Regions from separate parts of the Mus musculus genome. Here region 2 is linked to region 1. The links are chromatin contacts, called in public HiChIP or PLAC-seq maps. All regions are on one chromosome and are shown on one strand. The core of a region is the stretch at or near the end of the contact, and the rest is flanking DNA. Distances in the headings are between cores, read along the strand shown. Region 1 overlaps Ksr1 (kinase suppressor of ras 1). Region 2 overlaps Ksr1 (kinase suppressor of ras 1).

What was found. HiChIP or PLAC-seq counts read pairs in DNA pulled down with a chosen protein or histone mark.
Region 2: a contact with region 1 is called in an HNF4G HiChIP or PLAC-seq map of pancreatic cancer cells. The contact joins two enhancer-like sites. A contact is called at or near these places in 7 of 484 Hi-C or Micro-C datasets (the AML12 cell line, bone marrow-derived dendritic cells, hematopoietic progenitor cells and 4 more), 6 of 115 datasets of contacts at active chromatin or transcription factors (the HPC-7 cell line, bone marrow-derived macrophages, embryonic stem cells and 2 more) and 2 of 9 other capture datasets (adipose tissue and liver).

Annotation. Positions count from the first base shown.
Region 1 is chr11:79,017,892-79,021,798 of GRCm38.p6, forward strand. Ksr1 (kinase suppressor of ras 1) reads right to left here. Exons shown (of 19, transcript NM_013571.3): 15 at 3,496-3,629; 16 at 2,791-2,922; 17 at 2,464-2,599; 18 at 1,671-1,804. Among named protein-coding and RNA genes, the nearest start is that of Gm11201, 3.8 kb to the right of the region's middle. Within about 2 kb of position 1,625, at least 30 of the 459 cell types and tissues checked have an H3K27ac peak or open chromatin away from gene starts, as enhancers often do. A contact at or near this core is called in pancreatic cancer cells, where this site is marked.
Region 2 is chr11:79,103,653-79,107,546 of GRCm38.p6, forward strand. The region is part of intron 1 of Ksr1 (kinase suppressor of ras 1); the gene reads right to left. Among named protein-coding and RNA genes, the nearest start is that of Ksr1, 41 kb to the right of the region's middle. Within about 2 kb of position 2,184, at least 8 of the 459 cell types and tissues checked have an H3K27ac peak or open chromatin away from gene starts, as enhancers often do. A contact at or near this core is called in pancreatic cancer cells, where this site is marked.

The DNA of each region.
Region 1 (3,907 bases), core at 375-2,874:
ATGTATCCTAGGCTAGACCCAAACTTAAAATCCCCCTGCCTCGGCCTCCTCAATGCTGGGATGATAGGCGTACACCACCACAGCCGGATCACTGGATTCTCCTCTCCTGAGCTCTAGCCATAGTGGGACTTGGGGGGACCTGCTTGGCTCACTGAGCGCTAAACCCCCCTCGCCCACATGCTAGCTAGCTCCTGTGGTATGGAGAGGGGCCCTCCCTGCTGCACACCGTGCGTTTCTTTAACTCTCTGTGAGAAACACAAGTCTGGTGGCCATTTCAGATGCAAGAGGTCATTATGGATTATGGGAAATCAAAGCAAGAATGTGAGAAGCTGGCATGCAGAGACAGAATGGGAGGGTGGGTAGGACAGCCACACACAGGCAGAAAACGAGAGAATGGCAGAAACACACTATTCCTCCAGAACTGGACAGGAGTTCTTAAAGTCGGGGTGACCATAGCGTCCTTTCCCGTAGTAGCGGCTCCGCCAGCGGCTAGGGGTGCCCGAGACCGTTTCACCAGCAGTTGAAGAGAGCCGTCCAATCCGGTCCAGCCCGGTGGGTGATGGCAGCCAGCAGACAGGTGGAGGAGTCAGGATGGTAGAACAGGGGAGATGACAAGACAGGCCAGTGTATCCGCCACCCCCCCAAAAACGAAAAGTGATGAAGCCGACAGGAAAGAAAACAGAAGTGAGAGTTAGAGACCCCATGTCCGAGGAAGCCACGGAAGCCTGGGAGCTGGTGGCTGTGGCCTGGTGACGGTCCCTACTAGTGGACTCCTCTCCCATCTGTGAGCTGAGACCGTGGGGATGACTGGTTTTCAGAAACAGGAGTCATCTCTGAATGCCAGTGTCCGGTGCTGGCATGGTTTCACAGAGGAGGAAGCCTGTACCCAGAGGGCCTAAGGAAGATCTACAGCAGCAAGCAGCACAGGGCTCAGCCCTGGGGCCTCGTGACCCCTCCCCCACCGCCAATGCCAGCACCTCCCTTGCCCAGCTTCCAGGATTTACCGCCTGATGACTGGCAAAGTTTATGCAACTCTGGATCTTCCCTAACGCCCACTGTGAAAGCCAAGACAAGTGACAGGGACCCAGATCCTGACAAAGGGTTGTGGCTGGAGAGGTGTCTTTGGGAGAGGAAGCCAGAGAGCCAAAGTAGAAACAGAACAGGACAGAATACAGAGGAGATGACAGCAGCCTCTTCTGCTCTGTGTCTCAGGACACAAAGGGCCACTAGGGGGAAAGGCTTCTGACACGGGTGCCACAGAGCTCAGTGGCGTGGCTCACTAGGGGGCGGCAAGCTCCCAGTGCTCAACAGTTCAGTGACTAAGTGGGTGCCAGCCTAAGCAATACTGATGTTGCTTATTGGGGGCTGTTTTGGTACTCACATGGACCTGACCTCTGACCCCTTCTCTCAGGCACAACTCTCCCACCATGGTCTAGCCTGGGCTTGGTGTCAGTGACAGTCTATTACGGTGATGTGTGGATTTTCACAGGTGGAAAGGAGGTGCCCCCCATTACAGGGGGCCTCCAGCATCAACTGGGGAGGTGAGAATCCTTCAGCTCCTACACCGTGGAAGCCTTGGATTGTGGTCTGATGCATGTCCAGCAGAGGGCGCCCTCAGACACTCTAGACAGAGGCGCTCAGGATGGTTCACAGAAGGAGGGAGTACTTACTCAGCCGACTTCCAAAAGTGCCCAGGGTGGGAGAGCCGCCGGTTCAGCTTGGGCAGCCTCTCCAGCATGTCCATCAGCAGGCTGAAGCTGGGTCTCTCCTGCAGATCGAAAGCCCAGCAGGCAGACAGGATCTCCTGTAAAGAAGCACTGGGGTTGGTGGTGTGTGGGCATCTGGGTAGTGAAGCACAAGGACAGAGCATTTCCCGAGGAGCCCCAAGAAGCACTCAAGTGCCCCGCGCATCTGTGGAGTCAGAATCAGGTGATCCTCCAACCTTCCAGGTCAAAGAGGACTTGTCTGCTTTCCTTCCCCCTCGACTTGTCAGCGACCAAGTCAAACAGAATGGAAAATGGGAGAGGTCAGAATGAAAGCGGACGGCCTTTCAAGATGGAAGGTACATCCTATGAACATGAAAACATCTGAAGGTAAATGCAGGGTTCTTGGAAAGCATAGAGAACGGCCCTGCCACTAGGGGGCGCCTCAGCGTTCCAGAGCAGAGACTGGACAGGCAGGACTAAATACAGGAGCAGCCGCTGAGAACCCTCAGAACAGCTGCCATGACAGAAGGAAGGCTTTCTTCTCAGGGTCCACTCAGCCCCACAGCACCCTCTGTAGTCCTGACATCCAGGGGTGTGGCCTGCACACGTTGCCAACACAAGGCACACACCCCTGACACTTTTGTTCTCCATATAACGGTATTAGGTATTAATGGTCCCTGTGCCTGTACCACTACGAAAGCCTTCTCAGTCATGTCACATGCCCAGCCCACACTTGTCCTTCTGTCCCTCTACTCACGCCGACTTCCTTCCCCAGGCTGACGGATGCCAGGACGCGCCGTACTCCTTCCCCACTTCCAATCTGCCAGATCAAGGCCTCAGCAGGCTGGTGCTTAAAGGGCCAGTCTCTTGCCTGTAGTTCATACCACACAGTCCTGTGGAGACACACCACAGTGTGAGCTACTAGAGCTCCACAATGGCTGGCCCACGCTAGATGCCAGAGACCAGAGGTCAAAGGCAGTCACTCTGCCCAGCTAGCACAGCCATGACTTTCCAAGGCACACCTCCCCCCCGCCCCCACCAGGGCCTTCTCATTTGCACTTGGGGGGGCCAGTGGTCGACTCACCCGAATGCATAGACATCGGCTGCTTTGGAGAAGGGCAGCTGGTCCTCGTCCCGCCCCGGGATCATTTCTCGTACGATCTCGGGGGCCAGGTAGCACAGCCAGTCATGTGACAGTTTCAGTTGGTTCTCGCGCCTGGAGGTCAGGACAAGAACGACACCTCAGTGGGGGAGCGGGTGGCCTGACTACACACATCTGTACTCACAAGTGGTACACAGAAAGCCAAGAGAGGAGCAGGAGATCTTGCCTTTGAATAGGATGGGCGCGTCTAGGGAGGGAGGCCACAGTTGGGAATGGCGGGGAGCCGTCAGTGACAGGGTCTGAGTCCCCGTGCTGGGAGAGCAGCTGGTTTGTCTAGGTCTCGGATGACTGCAGATATCAAACCTGCATGCTACTGGCCTGCCACTCTTCCTTAGGCTCCCATTCTTAGGGCTTTTTTTTGCCACCCCAACCCTTTACAACCACAGGAACTAAACCCCAATGTTCTGTCTCATGAGGGGCGACCAGCCTGGTCCCTCAGCCTGCATGGTACCCACCTGGAAGCTGAGTACCATGAGGGACCTAAATATCACCCACACCCAACACTGGCCTGAAAGCGCATGGGCTGAACCACAGACCGAGGTGACCTAGCCTGTGTGGCAAGGCTCTCTCCAGCAACACAGCTGTGGGCACTTCACACTTACACAGTGCCCCGGCTTCCCAACTCACCGTTCCTCTCGGACCACACCCGAGATCCCAAACAGCCCGAAGTCTGTGATGACCACTTTGCCGTTGTCATAGAAGACATTCTTGGACTTGAGGTCCTTGTGCACGATGCCTTTTGCATGAAGATAACCCATGCCCTGGAAGACAGACAACCTAGCGTTAGTGTGTGTGGGGGTTAAAGATGGAGGTTGAGCTTTACTCGGGGTACCACACAGAATTCACCCCCAGGTCCAATCTTCACACAGACAGCAGGCAGGAGGATACTGTCCTCAGCTTGCAGATGAAGCAACTGAGGCTCAGAGAGGGCAAGTGAATTGCCCCAAGTCACACAGCAGTTAGACAGGGAGCATAGATCTGACCTTAAGCTGGTTGATGCTCTTTCTATGCCACTCTGCTGCCCAACAGCCACCTCAGA
Region 2 (3,894 bases), core at 934-3,433, 86 kb after region 1:
GCCTCTGGGGAGCTGAACCAAGACCCAGAGCTACACAAATTGAAGCCTGGGGGTTTCTGGTGGGGTGGGGCTGGGAGCTGAAGGCTGACCCTCTGGCAGGACAAGCCCCTACAGCATGCTACAGATGCTGGGAAGGGAAGGGGGTGCGTGAACTCTCTATACTATCTAGCCAGTAGAGCGAACAAGAAGACTGTCTGTCTGCCATTCTGAGCTGGGGATTTTTACCGAGAATAGCATCTTCACTATTGCAATGTCAGGGTTAGGACAGTGTCCCTTATTCCTATGCTCTGTGAGGCCGTGAGGAGAACCAGCTCTCCAAAGTGATGCTAAATTGCCCAAAACAGCTCAGCTAGAGAGAGGCTCAGGATGCACTAAACAAATCCCATCATACTCCAGTTCCTACCTTACCATGCTGCTAGCCACCAGTGTGTGTGTGTGTGTGTGTGTGCGTGCGCGTGCGTGGAGAGGGATTTTTAGCACTAAAAAGCACCTTTTACTCTTCAGTCACATTACATTTCTGCCAACACACCCCAGGTCGGGGAGGGAACATGAACACGGGAACACAGGTGGGGAGCCACAAGTCAATGACTCTTCACAGTGCAACACCGACCATGCAATGTGCCCTTTTAAAAAGCTAATTTGATGTTGTGCAAGTGTTTACCCAAATGTATACATGCATGCCACATACATGCCCAGTGTCTGTGGAGGCCAGAAGATGACATCAGATCCTCTGAGACTGGAGTTAGACAGCTGTGAGCCACAATGTGATTGCTGGGAACCGAACCCGGGTCCTCCGCAAAAGCAGCAAATCTCTCAACCACTGCGGTCTCTCCAGCTTCTCTAAATGCATCCTTTAAAATCATCCTTAGAGTTACATATTTACTGACTGATGGACTGCTTCTGTCTGTCTGTGTGCACATGTGCATGCTTGCATACCGTTTATGTGTAGAAGCCAGAGGGTCAGAGGACAGTCTGTGGGAGTCAGCTTTCCTCTATGTGGGACCAGGCTGTCAGGCATGGCTGCTGCCCCCCACCCCCATCTGCTAAGCCACCCGTAGTCCCACACATCCTTTTCAGAGGCTACTCTCTTCTGAAAGAGAAAGCACACGGAAAGCACCAGGGAAACCAGCTATGTGCGTGCAAAACTGCCCCGCTCACCCCTGAGATCTGGAGGCCGTGCTTGTCTGGAGCTGGTAAGATGCTCCAAGTACAATTAGAAACACATTCATTATTTATATCAAAGAAGCAGGAGCAGGTACATCTGATACCAATCCTTTGGTGACACCAATACCTGGCACCTTAGGGAGAACCAGAGAAAGCCGTGAACCTCGTGTGTGTGTGTGTGTGTGTGTGTGTGTGTGTGTGTGTATGTGTGTGTTCAGCACTGAATCCTGTAACTCATTCGGCCGAAGGGTTCCAGCCTCAGACTCACTTTACTGATAAGGCAACTGAGTCACAGAGAGATGAACTAACTTGCTCAAGATCACACAGTCAGGGAGTGGCAGGCTGGGATTCACACTCAGGCAGCCTGGCTCCACGGCTCCCAAGCCCTTTTCACTACACTGTCTGACCGTGGCAATAATGAATGTCTGGGGCCTGCAGCCCAGTGAGTCACCCGCTAAGGCAGAGGCCACCAGCACCTTCCTGGATAATCAATTGCTCTTAGATTAATGAGGGTGGTGGAAGGGGTGGAGGCAGGCCCACAGGTGCCGGGGGAAAGGAACCAGGCTGGGCAGGTGGGCCACTGTTAAGTTTGCAACCAACTCCTCACCATAACCTCTGAGGTGAGAAACTCGGAGATCAGCGTCCCGCAAGCTTCTATACAAAGAGTTAACCCCACGGCAGTGTGCTCTTGGCACAGCCTTGCACACGGCCAGCAGGTACCCTCAGGACGGAGCTGTCCAAGCTGTCCCCAGGCTCTTGTCCCAATCCCCTCCCAAGCAAGAGTGCTTTGAGGACCTGAACTGGGTAGCTAGAATGAATATGTCACTCTTTCCTTCTGATATGTTGGGGACTTTATGGGACAATGACCTTAGGCCTACCATGCATGCTGACCTCAGAAGGAGGCAAGTGGAAACTGTTCCCTGATTGTGCCCTTTTTATAGATGGGAACACTGAGGCTCACAGAAGTGTGAGTCAGGCTGACTTTGTCCGGCTAGGCTGGCTCACGGCCAGGGTAAGCCTGCTCCTGGCACGCAGCAGTCATACCTGAGCCTCTGTGAGAGATGAGCAGAATTAATAGCCCTCAGCACACTGCCTGCACAGCAACACCCCTCCTGAGGTGAGTGCTGCTCAGGGACGGGCATGGTTGTTCAGGCCAAGAAGAACCAGACCTGTACATGGGGTATACCCTACCCACAGTGCTCTTTGAGCCCCTGGCGTTGCTGCAAATCAGAGAAAAGTAAAAGACACCCAGCCCTCTGCTCTTCTCCCTGCTCAGGGCCATCCTATTCAGTGGCTTCTCCTAGGGCCTCTCTCCCCCCAGCTACACCAGGCTGTGGCACTCACATTCCACGCTCAGCACACACAACCCAGACATGCTGTGAGAGACCTCAGGAAGCAAAGACAGACTTCACCTTCAAAACACTCACGTGCAACAACTGCTTTAATGTGACTTACTGAGCAGATTAAGTGTGGCCGGCTGACAGTGGCCTAAACTGCACAGCTGTTGGATCCTGTCTTAGTCAAGATTTCTACTCCTGCACAAACATCATGACCAAGAAACAAGTTGGGGAGGAAAGGGTTTATTCGGCTTACACTTCCATACTGCTGTTCATCACCAAGGAAGTCAGGACTGGAACTCAAGCAGGTCAAGAAGCTGGAGCTGATGCAGAGGCCATGGAAGTATGTTCTTTACTGGCTTGCTTCCCCTGGCTTGCTCAGCCTGCTTTCTTATAGAACCCAAGACTGCAAGCCCAGGGATGGTCCCACCCACAGTGGGTCTTCCCCCCTTGATCACTAATTGAGAAAATGCCCCACAGCTGGATCTCATGGAGGCATTTCCCCAACTGAAGCTCCTTTCTCTGTGATAACTCCAACCTGTGTCAAGTTGACACAAAACTAGTCAGTACAGATCCCAAGAGAAAAGCCCCCGGTGGCTGAGTGAACCATTCTTTTATAAAGCAACCTGCCAGCATCCATGGACTTCCCTTGGGGACTGGCATGGTGTCTTCACTACAGAACGCAATAGAGAAATACTGTGGGCTGGCACTGACACCCACAGCTGGCACAGAGCCAGTTACTCGATCCACATCTCACCTTCACATTTCTGTTCCAGTGGGGGATGTTAGTCAGGATCAGAGAGGCTCTGCAGAGGACAGTCGTCCCCAGGTCTCAGTGGTCTAGACAGAAGTGTAGCTGTCATTCTTGCCTGTGTCCACCGTGGCTTGAGGCTCTTCTCAAATCTTCCCAGTTGGGGCTGATGGAATCCACCAAGGGAAGGGCTGAGGTGAATTACAGGAGCTCTTATAGGGCTCTACCCTGCGGCCCGTGTTTCTTTCTGCTAACAGCTCATTGGCCAAAGAGTCATATGTCTATACCTAAAGCGTGGAAGGCAGAAAAACATGGTCCCACCATGGGCTCACTCAGCGACAGCAGCAAAAGCACACAGTGACGGAACATCTGGGCAGATATTCAGGATACAGCACCAGGTGAAAGGCTGAGGACAACTGCCTATTCTTGTAGCTCTTGCTTGGTTGTGACAGGGTATGTGTATCTAGGTTAGCTTTGAACTTGCAATCCCAGTGAGGATGGTGCAATTCTCCTGTCTCAGCACCCCAAATGTTAGAATTATAGGTGGGAGCCATGGTACCTAGAGTTTCTTACCTGTTAACATTTGGAATATTCCTTGTCACAGGAAGTCTGTCTTGACACTGCAGGGTACTAAGCAATGTC